Linked DNA regions of Sus scrofa: region 2 is linked to region 1. The links are chromatin contacts, called in public HiChIP or PLAC-seq maps. All regions are on one chromosome and are shown on one strand. Each heading gives the region's core, a stretch centred on a gene start, on an enhancer-like site or on the middle of the called end of the contact. The rest is flanking DNA. Distances are from core to core; before and after follow the strand shown.

Region 1 (5,713 bases), core at 2,774-5,273:
TCAACATGGTATAACCTAAGAATCAATCCATACAGATACCTAATTGTTCTAGCACCACTTGTTGAAAACCCAACCCATTCTCTATTGAATTAGTTTGCTCCTTTAGTAAAAATCTGTTGACTAGTTATTTATGGGTCACTAGACTGCTCTAGGGATCTCATAGGTCTACCTTACAGGATGCCACATGGTCTTTTATTTATATCATTTTGTGGTAAAACTTGAAATTACAGAGGTGAGCCCTCCAACTATGTTGTTTGTTTTTTTTCTCCAAAATTGTCTTGGCTACTCTGAAGCCTTTGCATTTCCATGTAAATTTTAGCACCGGTTTGTTGATGTCTTAAGACTGTTTCAAAATACCCTTCTGGTTAACTATATCCAGTCTCTTGGGACAGACCGTGGTGGAAAATAATATGAGAAAGGGAATATGTGTGTATGTATAAGTATGTGTACAGATACATATAGATAGACAGATGTATATATCTATATGTGTATATATATGTAGATATAGATATCTACATATATATAGATATATGACTGAGTCACTTCGTAGCCGAAATTGGCACAACATTGTAAATCAACTATAATTTTAAAAAATATTTTTTAAAATAAAATACTCTTCTAGAATTCTGACAGATTGCACTGAATCTTCAGGTCAGTTTGGGGAAGGGATATCTTTTTTTTTTTAATGATTTTTATTTTTTCTATTATACCTACCTAGTTTACAGTGTTCTGTCAATTTCCACAGTACAGCCAAGAGACCTAGTCACACATACATATATACATTCTTTTTCTCACATTATCCTCCATTGTGCTCTGTCATTGGTGACTACATATAGTTCCCAGTGCTATACAGCAGGATCTCATTGCTCATCCCTTCCCAAAGGCAATAGTTTGCATCTATTAACCCCAGATTCCCAGTCCATCCCACTCCTTCCCCCTCCCCCTTGGCAAACACACGTCTGTTCTCCAAGTCTGTGAGTTTCTTTGCTGTGGAAAGGTTCATCTGTGCCATATATTAGATTCCAGATATAAGTGATATCATATAGTGTTTAGCTTTCTCTGACTTAATTCACTTAGTATCAGAGTCTCTAGTTCCAGCCATGTTGCTACAAATGGCATTATTTTGTTCCTTTTTATGGCTGAATAGTATTCCATTGTGTATATATACCACATCTTCCTAATCCAAGCATCTGTAAATGGACATTTAGGTTGTTTCCATGTCTTGGCTATTGTGAATAGTGCTGCAATGAACATACGAGTGCATGTGTCCTTTTCAAGGAAAGTTTTGTCTGGATATATACCCAAGAGTGGGATTGCTGGGTCATATGATAATTCTATATTTAGTTTTCTGAGGTACCTCCCATGCTGTTTTCCACACTGGTTGTACCCAATTTACATTCCCACCAACAGTGTTAGGAGGGTTCCCTTTTCTCCTCACCCCCTCTAGCATTTGTTATTTGTGGACTTATTAATGATGGCCATTCTGACAGGTGTGAGGTAGTACCTTATAGTAGTTTCGATTTGCATTTCTCTAATGATCAGTGATGTTGAGCATTTTTTCATGTGCCTGTTGGCCATCTGTATATCTTCTTTGGAGAAATGTCTATTCAGGCCTTTTGCCCAGTTTTCAGCTGGGTTGTTGGCTCTTTTGTTGTTGAGTTGTGTAAGTTGTTTATATATTTTAGAGATTAAGTTCTTGTCTGTTGCATCATTTGAAACTATTTTCTCCCATTCTGTAAGTTCTCTTTTTTTATAGTTTCCTTTGCTATGAAAAAGCTTGTCAGAGTGATTAGTTCCAATTGGTTTATTTTTGCTTTTATTTCTGTTGCCTTAGGAAAGTAACCTGAGCAAATATTTGTAAGGTTGATGTCAGAGAATGTTTTGCCTCTAGGAGTTTGATGGTGTCTTATGTTTAAGTTTTTAAGCCATTTTTAGTTTATTTTTGTGCATGGTGTGGGGTGTGTTCCAGTTTCACTGATTTACATACGGCTGTCCAATTTTCCCAGCACCACTTGCTGAAAAGATTGTCTTTTGAGGGGAGGGTATATCTTTATGTTAAGTCTTCCAATTCCTAAACAAGGGACCTATCTCCATTTACTTGCAGGACTATCAGAATTAAGCAAAAACATAAAATCTTCAACTACTACCTTGTCTGCCAGGAAAGAAAGAACAGTTGGAATACAGAAAATCCCTGCAAATTTACAACTTTACACAATTCCTTCACAAGCTTTACACACAATGAGTTATAGTGATGGATAAATAAAGGCTCAAAATTGTAATTATCAGACAACAGGCAGATGTGGCAACAAAGCCCAGGTACTCATTTTCCCCAATTCAGATTCTCAAGTCTTAGATACTGTACAGTTGGCTGACAACTACAAATCAAAGGGAGGGTTGTCAAGAGAGAGAACAACTGGGGAAGTGGTGTGAGCCCCACCATAGGACAGCCACCTACTTCTAGAAGCCAAGTGAGGCTTTCTTACTCTACCACGCCTTCAGACAAAGAGCTCACAGGACAGAGGAGGAGGGGAAGGGGCCAATAAAAGAGGAAAATAAATTCGGAACAGGAAAAAACTTCTAGAAAGACCTCAGATGGAGAAGAGCCAGGAGAGGAAATGGGCAGGGCACGCTATGGGAGCTCCACAGAGCAGGGCCAAGGGCACCCGAATGGCCACTAGGAAGCCTGGGAATTTCCAGGAAGGGAAAAGCAAAGGGGGAGGGTGGGCACTGTGTTTTCCTTCTCAGTCCACAGCCAGAAAATCACTTGCCTACTGACCTTTAGAAGGTGGTGGCATAAGTAAATCCACTAGTTACTTAAGAAAACTCTGGATGTCAAAAAAGCACTTTGGGGTTAAGTAGACAACATCAGTGTTCTATATTGCAGTAAGTGGAGGACTCAAGTTCAGAACAGGATAAATACCAACCATATGTTACATCAAGATATGCCATAGGTCCTTGATGATGCCAGGTGCCTGGGGACGGTTAGTTCAGATCTCAAAGCTACACGCATAGAATTCAGGGTCATTCTGAGGAAGGTCAGCATGTTTGTTTGTTTCACTCCAAGTGGGTGATTTTGTTGTTGTTGTTTTGTTTTGTTTTTGCTTTTTAATGCCACACCCACGGCATATGGATGTTCCCAGGTCAGGGGTCTAATCGGAGCTACAGCTGCCGGTCTACACCACAGCCACAGCAACGCCAGATCCGAGCTGCGTCTGCAACCTACACCACTGCTCATGGCAACGCAGGATTCTTAACCCACTCAGCGAGGCCAAGGATCGAACCCGCAACCTCAAGGTTCCCAGTCGGATTTGTTTCCACTACGCAACAATGGGAACTCCTCCAAGTGGGTAATTTTTACTTTTTTTTTTCCACACCTCACAGATTATCTACAGTAAACACATTACTTCTGAAATTAATAAAAATAAAACTCTTTAAATGACTACCGAGGGAATTTTTCAACTCTGTTTCAGCAGAGCTCCAAAACTGGCCACGTAAATCCAGGCATTCTCGATGAATGTGGCCAGGTCTTAAGGTATGAAGCATGTGGCCTTGGAAGAGCAGGCAGCTAATAGAGAAACAGCTTACAAGACAGCAAACAAAGCTGTAAAGTGAAAACTACCCGAGCTTTACAAAACTGTTTTCCTCCAACTCTCCTCTAGGCTTAATGACACCTAAAATGCAAAGATTAGCCTCAAAGTTGTTACCAGGAATCCAGAAGGAAGGGAGGCAGGTGACAGGAAAGCAGGGTCCAAGACCATTTATCACCCAGCCTTTACATTTCACGCTGACTTGCCATTTTGCCAAGTGGCAGTTCTCACAGCCGGCCTTTGTGTTCACATTTCCCAATTCCATCTCCAAACCTGGATCCTGAGCCAAAGATTTCGTCCCTCTCCCTTGTCCCAGAGCTGGGCCAGAAGCCAAGCAACAGATGACACAACATGCATCTTTATGGATCAATAGAGTTGTGATAACCAACTTTAAAGTCCAGAATGCAGAGGATCCCTCTCTGATATTGGCCCTTTCAGGAGAGCCCAGCTATCATAGGCCCAGTGCTTACTGCAGTGAACCTGATGCCCAGAGCCTGGAATGACTTGTCCAAGGTCAGGCACCAGTTGGCAGCACAGGCTTGCCATCCTGGCTGACCCCCCTACCCACAGCTTTTCCCATTATGTCACAAAGACAACCTTCCTCAGAAACTTCAAAGCCTAAAAGCTCAATTTACATCCTCTGAAGGGAAGCCAGCAATCCAAGCATTCTTTTTTGGCAACTCCATGTTTTAAAGGCACTTAAGAAAATCTGTCAAATTCAGAAAATTCAAGCTACAATATCGTTTCCAAGAAAAACAAGGCTTGTTTTTAAAAGACGCTAAGTAGGAAATAAGCAGCCTTGTCAAAAGGAATAGACCCCAAGTTCTGAAAAGACTCCTGCAGCTGAGGAAAGCTGTGATGATATCTTCCAATTCATGCATTAGACCGCCCTATTCCTGAAGGCACAGTCACCTGTCACCAGGCCTCCCACTGGGCCCATCAGAGGCCTAGGACAAAGAAAGCAATACAGACCACAAAGCCATGCTACATGCCATGCTGTCTGTACCCACTGGGGCTACTGTGTCCAAATCATGCTTCGCTGCTTTTCAGCTAGTATCTTAGTACTAACCCTTCATGGACATGAGACCCATTTATTAGTTATCTACCTTGGAAATCATCTTCTCCGAAATCAGTTATAAGATTCCTCAAAATAGATCTTTAGAAAATAAACAAGGAATGATCAGTGAGACTTCCATTAGGTACAGTATAAAATCATTCACCACTTTAAAATCCTGCAGGTCTAACTAGGTGTAATTAAAGAAAAGAGCCACTTCCAGAGGGCAACGCAGGCCAGTGTGGCTGGATTCCTTTCATTGTGTCTATTCCTTCCCAAGGACAACTTGCAGTCATTCTGCCACTTAGATATGCTGCACCAGAGCAGGTGGCCTTACAATTCAGAGGGTGACCACACCATGAAAAGCTCTAGCCAAGAATTAAGGTTTTTCCCAGGGCAGTGGAAGCACAAGCTTCATTCAGGGGAGAGCCAATCAAAAAACTGAGGGTGGTATCCAAGCAACCTCATGGAAGTGTGGCCCCCTCAGTTCAAGCCCAGCAGGGACAGAACTGACGGAAGTTCTCAATGGCCAGTCATGGATGTCCACCCTGGCCTTCCCCTTGGCCTCAGCCAAAGGCATGTTTGACAACCCCAGGCCAAGAGACACATGTGACCGGCTCAGGAGGAAGGGGAACAAAAGGGACTTTGTATAGCCCCGAATGCGCCAAGAGATGGCCCAACCCATATCCCTGGGCCAAATGGAAGCAAAAGGAGTAGAGACAAATCTCCTTTTCTTCAACAAGACGTGGAGGGTGCTTACCTATCCCAGTTCTCTCAGCCTTTTGAAAAAGATCACGGCCCATGCTCCCTGGAACAGTCTCAATATGCCCATGGCACATTGCACCTCTAAGTGGAATATTTCTAAACTCCCAAATGGACCCAAAAATGCCATTTTCAGTGGCACTGTTAGTGAGGAACAGCAGTGCTCTGGCCAAATGGCAAGTCCCCTCAGGTTCCCCGATTCCAAAGATGAAAATCGTGTTGACATATGGACCGTGGCAGGGCCTGCACATCCAGAAAAGATGGCCAAGAACAGCCTGTGAGAACTGTCCTGAAACAATGCTATCTTTCT
Region 2 (5,936 bases), core at 220-2,719, 120 kb after region 1:
CCCGGGGCCCACCAACTGTTCGCCCCCTCCCCTCCGTAGCCAAGACCCACTGAAAATATGGCGCCCTCGAATGTCGCTCCTCGGTCCCCTCGGGGGATCTCGAAATGCCAGGCTCCAGGACCCCTGGCTCCCGGCAGGCGCGAAATTTCAGCTCCTGAGGCCGAAGTAGGGGAGGGTGCCCCTCGTCCAACGCGAGGCCAGCGGCACTCAATCCCAATCCTCCCCTCGCTCCTGGTCCCTCAGCAGCCAGCAGTTTGCTTGCGGCGAGAATGCCAAGTAAAGGGGAGTCGTGGAATCAGCAGGTCTGAGAGTCCGGGACTGGGAAAAGAGCTCCGCACCAGCCGGCAGTCTTGCTTGGAGCCTGGCTGGAGACTTGTTTGCAAAGTGGCGCTAGAGTCGGGGCGACCAGTGCTGGAATGAAGCCGCTCCGCCCGCGCCAACTCTCCCGGCGCGGGGGCCCGGCCGGGGCCGAGGGGACACTGCGTGCAGGCGGGGCCGCTTTTCAAAGCCCAGTTACCGGAAACCTAGCGGGAGCCCCGGAGGGGACCGGCTGCTCACAGCTAGGTATCTGCTCGCCGGCTACGAGGCTGTTTGCAAACCGCGGCGCCCAGGTCCAGTGCAGTGAAACATAATGTGCAATAGACAGGTGCATTAATTTTATTTTATTTTTATTTTCCTGCAAAAAGCCCTCCTAAAACATCAAACCTGAGAGCTTTAAGGGGTTTTTTCTGCATTGCTATCACTCACGAGATGCAAAAGGAAGGGGTAAACCACCCACATTTTCCTTCTGTAGATGGGAGGGAAAAGACACGAGAAATTCATGCAACATGCATGCAGGTGGAGGAAGAGGAAAACCCGAGTGAGCCGTGCGCCTTACCGGGGAATGCATTTACTGTCTCATTGCAGAGCGCCTGCCCGGGAGTGCAGCCGGCGTCCCCCCGCGCGCCCGGCGACCGCTCTGCTCCCGCAGCCGCCTCAGCCGCTGCCGCCGCCGCTGGCTCCAGGCGCGGAACAAGAGCCGAGGGCGAGCGCGAGCGCACGGCCCGGGAGCGCCGGGAGGGCAGGAAGCGCGTCATCACTCGGGGACGGCGCGGCCCCGCGCGGCTCCGGTCCGGTCGCGGCGCAGCGCGGCACCGGAGTTGGGCCGGCTCGGGCGCCCTGGGTCCCCTCCTGGGTCTCTAGCCCGCCATCCGGTCTTAAGAGGGTCCGCGAGCCTAAGGGACGCGCCGGCCTAACTGTCGCAAAACTCGGGCTCTGCTTTGTAAGGGGGAGAGGGATGCACCGTCTCGGGGAATGGGGCCCCTGGGTCCGCAGAGCGCTTCCCAGGGCCGCTAGCCTACCTCTGGAGGAAGCGAGGTGCGGTTCCGACGGGAGGATCCTCATGGGCTGTGGCGTCCTATTGCGAAGCTTTCAGCGGGAACCCTAAGCGGAATCGTCCTTCTTCTCACGTGTTACACACGTCGACACCTGGGCAGAGGTCATTTAGTGATTTAGAGACCGGCTTTAGGAATGAGGGGCATAATCTATGAAATTCATAAGAAGAAATTTTCCTCCTGCCTACTGTGCCCTTAAATAAAGTCAATTACATACCTCTTTGATTTACACAGCCATTAGGAAGTGTTGTAGGATGGCCTGAAACAATTTGAAGTTATTAAGGAGACCGGGAGACAAATCACAAAACACTGTGTACCATATGATCCCATTTTTAAAACTATGATGTGTGAAGAGAAGCAGAAAAGACTGGACCCATAAACACTAAGACCATTAACATCTAGATTTTTGTAAGGTTGTAGGTGATTTTTCTTTTTCTGCTTAGTTCTAGTTTCTGATTTTTCTGTAAGGGACACGTTGCTTTTGTAATTCAAGAAAAAATTGTAATACAATGAGAGGTCGTATTTTTTTTTCAATCCTAGTATAAGATGACCAGGATGAACCCCTTTCCCCCCAAAATAGGTAGCACATCTCTTCGGTTACTCACAAATTAAACTGCTACAACTTTTTAGTGTTTCTCAGAGCATGAAATTGTTGTTTCTATGAATTGGAGATAATGTAAATTGAAACTATCTTGAAGTAGTCCACTGGGACATTGGATAAGGCTGGACACTCTATACAAACAATAGCATGTTCTCCTCCAGGTAAATGGACTTGATTTTATCACAACCATAGAGATCTTTACACCATTAGTGGACAGTAAGTGTAACTTATTGCAGGGAATAAACTTTATAAATCAAAAAGCACAGTCACAGAACCAATTAACTGGCAATCTGAGAAAGTTTTAAAGTTGGAGGGCACAGGCTGCTTTTTCTTTTTTCTTTTTTTTTTTTTTTCCTTTTGTCTTTTTAGGGCTGCACCCTCAGCATATTGAAGTTTCTGGGCTGGGAGTCAAATCAGAGCTGTAGCTGCAGACCTACACCACAGCCATAGCAACACCAGATCCGAGCCTCTTTGTGACCTACACCACAGCTCACAGCAATGCCAGATCCTTAACCCACTGAGCAAGGCCAGGGATTGAACCCACATCCTCATGGTTACTAGTCAGATTCACTACCACTGAGCCACAGCGGGAACTCCCACAGGCTGCTTCTAATTGCACAGGAAAAGGGGTTCTGTTCATCACATCTTTTAAACATTCACCAGTCTAACAGTAACTGGTGGTGGCAGGAAGCCACCTCAGGGCATGATTAAAAAATAACTGTTTACTGCTTTTTTTTTTTTTTTTTTTTTTTTTTTTTTTTTGCTTTTTAGGGCTGTACCCATGGCATGTGGAGATTCACAGGCTAGGGGTCTAATCGGAGCCGCAGCGGCTGGCCTATGCTACAGCCACAGCCACAGCAACGCAGGACTGAGCCGCATCTTCGACCTACACCACAGCTCACAGGAACACCAGATCCTTAACCCACTGAGCAACACCAGGGATCAAACCCACAACCTCATGGTTCCTAGTCAGATTCGTTTCCACTATGCCACAAAGGGAACTCCGTTTACTGCTTTCTATAAGAAATTGGTGGAGTTCCCATCGTGGTTCAGTGGTTAATGAACCCGACTAGCATCCATGAGGATGTAGGTTTGATCCCTGGCCCTCGCTCAGTGGGTTAAGGATCTGGCATTGCCGTGAGCTATAGTGTAGGTTGCAGACGCGACTCGGATCCCATGTTGCTGTGGCTGTGGTGTAGGTCGGCAGCTACAGCACCAATTAGACCCCTAGCCTGGGAACTTCCACGTGCCACAGGTGCAGCCCTAAAAAAAGACCAAAAAAAAAAAATTGGTAATAAGCTCATTAATGCCACCCATATTGTTCCTTGGTTTACTGAAAAGGAGCAACCATATTTTTATAGCTTAAATGACAGCTTTATGTAAGAAGGTCTTCAAGATGAAGAGAAGAACTGAACTGATTGCAACTAGAGTAACTTTCCCTTCCACTTTGTCCTCAGTTCACAGGGCCCAATGATTTTCCATCAAGCATCTCAAAATCAGTTTTTTACCCCAAGGATTGTAAGATTTTCAATCACTAATTCACCCTTCTCAAAGTATACCATACTGTTCTGCTGCCTGCCAATGAGAGGACATTTAATGTTAGAAAGCAAGCTCCATGAAAGCAAGGATCGTATCTGCACCTCTGTGCCTAAAATAGGACTGGCACATAGTAGATGTACAATAAATACTTAGCATATTTGTTCACTGTCTACTTGGCTAGTTCCCAAGATATTTGAAAACTCATCTCTTGTTAGACTCTCAAGTATCTAGCTGGGTCCTGGGTTACTAACATCTTGTAGAGTTATAGGCATGGTTTAGTGTAATAATTTTACTCTTTTCAAAATAACAGCTAAATGTGAGACATTCAGAGCAATGAGGTGCAGATGTCTGAATATCTGCCCATTATGTATCCAATTAGCACTATTTTGTGGTGCTCTAAGCTGAATCGAATGCTTTTCCCCAATGAGAACATCAGTCCTAGAATTCTTTGCTTCTAACTAACTGACTTAGGACAGTTCATCTATTTTTATAGTGTCTCAGTTTCTCCAACCACTCTTAAGGCCTCAAAGCCATTTACTATTTCTATTTTTAAATTTTATTAATTTATTTTTATTTTATTTAATTTATTTATTTGTTTATTTTTTGCTTTTTTAGGGCCGCACCCACGGCATATGGAGGTTCCCAGGCTAGGGGTCTAATTGGAGCTGGAGCCGCCAGCCTATACCATAGCCACAGCAACACCAGATCTGAGCAGCGTCTGTGACCTATACCACAGCTCACGGCAATGAGCTTAACCCACTGAGGGAGGCCAGGAATTTAACCCACAACCTCATGGTTCCTAGTCAGATGCATTTCCACTGTGCCGCTACAGGAACTCCTACTATTTCTTTAGAAAGAAAAAAATCTGTAACCATTCTGTTGCCTAGCAGAATATTTTTCAACAGCTTGCTCGGTAGAAGTAAAATAGATTTTACCAGTTATAGTAACTGCTCTGAAGTTGAGACTCCTCCTCTAGACCTAAGACGCAGTTATTTCTAAATTACGAGTCAGCTATTAGTAGTCTCTCTCTTTACTAGTCACAGTGATCATAATTCATTATAGATCAGCAAAAAAAATCTGACCTAGCAAGTTCACCTTCTTGGGCTTTGTCTCCACCCAGCAGAGTAAAACATGGTGGCAGTTGATCTTAGAGCATCTATGGCCTGCTATAAAACTCATTCTATTATGCAATTTACCAAGGCTTTATATCGTCCCAATTCCTGACAAGCAGATCATTAGGAATTGAAAAAATACACCTTCTGTGTGAAAGAAAAGTGCAGCATTGGAGGAAGTAAATCAAAGACATAGCTTGCAAGTCACTTATAAATATATCTGGAACTAAAACCTATTTTTTTCCATGAGCTACATCTATGAGGACCAAACCAGGCTTGCTTGGTGCTAAGGAACCAGATGCTAAGAAGTAGTTCTACTCTACCCCTTTGTCTGTCAGCCTTAACCTGCTGACTTCCTGTTGACATATGTATACACCAGAGCAAACCCAATTATGTCCATATTGAAGAGCAAAAAGAAATTCGAGCAAATATTTGGTTCCGCTTCTGTTTATAAGATCATCTTTTGCTATCTTCTGGGGCCTCCTTGGTACAATACACCAACCACTCATGATATTTTTCCCCCTTTCAAAATTGTTAAATGCATTCAGGAGCAAGGTAAACATGGGAACCACAATTTCTGAAAATTGCCCCTTATTCAGAACCAGAGATGAAAACGAGATACTCCAGCTTCTATTCTGGTTTGACATTTTAAGTTTATAGAAATCTCTTCATCTCTTTTCTAATTATAAGTTCTAGGAGAGAACATTACTGAGTACTTATAGAGAGAATATGATCTGAGTTTCAGTACAGCATATAATTGATAAGTTACTTTCATTTTATTTGAAAGGCAGATATTTGACTTTTTGCAAGAATTAATATATTTTAGTTTTGTGGCTATCTCTAAGCATGGGGTCTCACCTTAGTCCTGACTATTCAGGATGGAGTGGTAGAGGTGGAATTAAATGTCTTTTTTTTAAAGAGGAAATTGCTCACATAGGTTCGGGAAACAATTGTTATTGTTGTACCCAACACAGGACATGCTTGAGATTAATTTCCTTTTCCTATGGCACATAAACACACCACTGAAGGTTCTTTAAAAGTCTCCGAAGAACATGCTATCTAGGAGAATTCCAATAATTATTGTGCTAATCGAATTTATCTTTAATCCAAATCACATGGTTTATATCAAAGACTGAGACAGGATATTTCTCTTTTGGTTTCTTGATCATTGAGATTAGAAGATTTGTTTGGGATTATTACACCGTAGTTAAAAATATTTTAAAATTTATTTATTGTGGATCATCAAAACTTACAATTAAATATCTAACTTGTAGGTCTCTCTGGGATTTTTTTTTTTTTTTTTTTTTTTTA

Evidence for each region. HiChIP or PLAC-seq counts read pairs in DNA pulled down with a chosen protein or histone mark.
Region 2: a contact with region 1 is called in an H3K27ac HiChIP or PLAC-seq map of skeletal muscle, with 4 times the contacts expected there. The contact joins the promoter of TLN2 here to the enhancer-like site in region 1. A contact is called at or near these places in 1 of 5 promoter capture datasets (liver), 5 of 47 Hi-C or Micro-C datasets (embryonic fibroblasts, heart right ventricle, liver and 1 more) and 1 of 2 datasets of contacts at active chromatin or transcription factors (skeletal muscle).

Annotation. Positions count from the first base shown.
Region 1 is chr1:109,556,943-109,562,655 of Sscrofa11.1, forward strand. The region is part of intron 2 of TLN2 (talin-2); the gene reads right to left. Among named protein-coding and RNA genes, the nearest start is that of TLN2, 120 kb to the right of the region's middle. Within about 2 kb of position 4,024, at least 14 of the 83 cell types and tissues checked have an H3K27ac peak or open chromatin away from gene starts, as enhancers often do. A contact at or near this core is called in retroperitoneal adipose tissue and skeletal muscle, where this site is marked.
Region 2 is chr1:109,679,194-109,685,129 of Sscrofa11.1, forward strand. TLN2 (talin-2) reads right to left here and starts at 1,470. Exons shown (of 59, transcript XM_021094283.1): 1 at 1,341-1,470.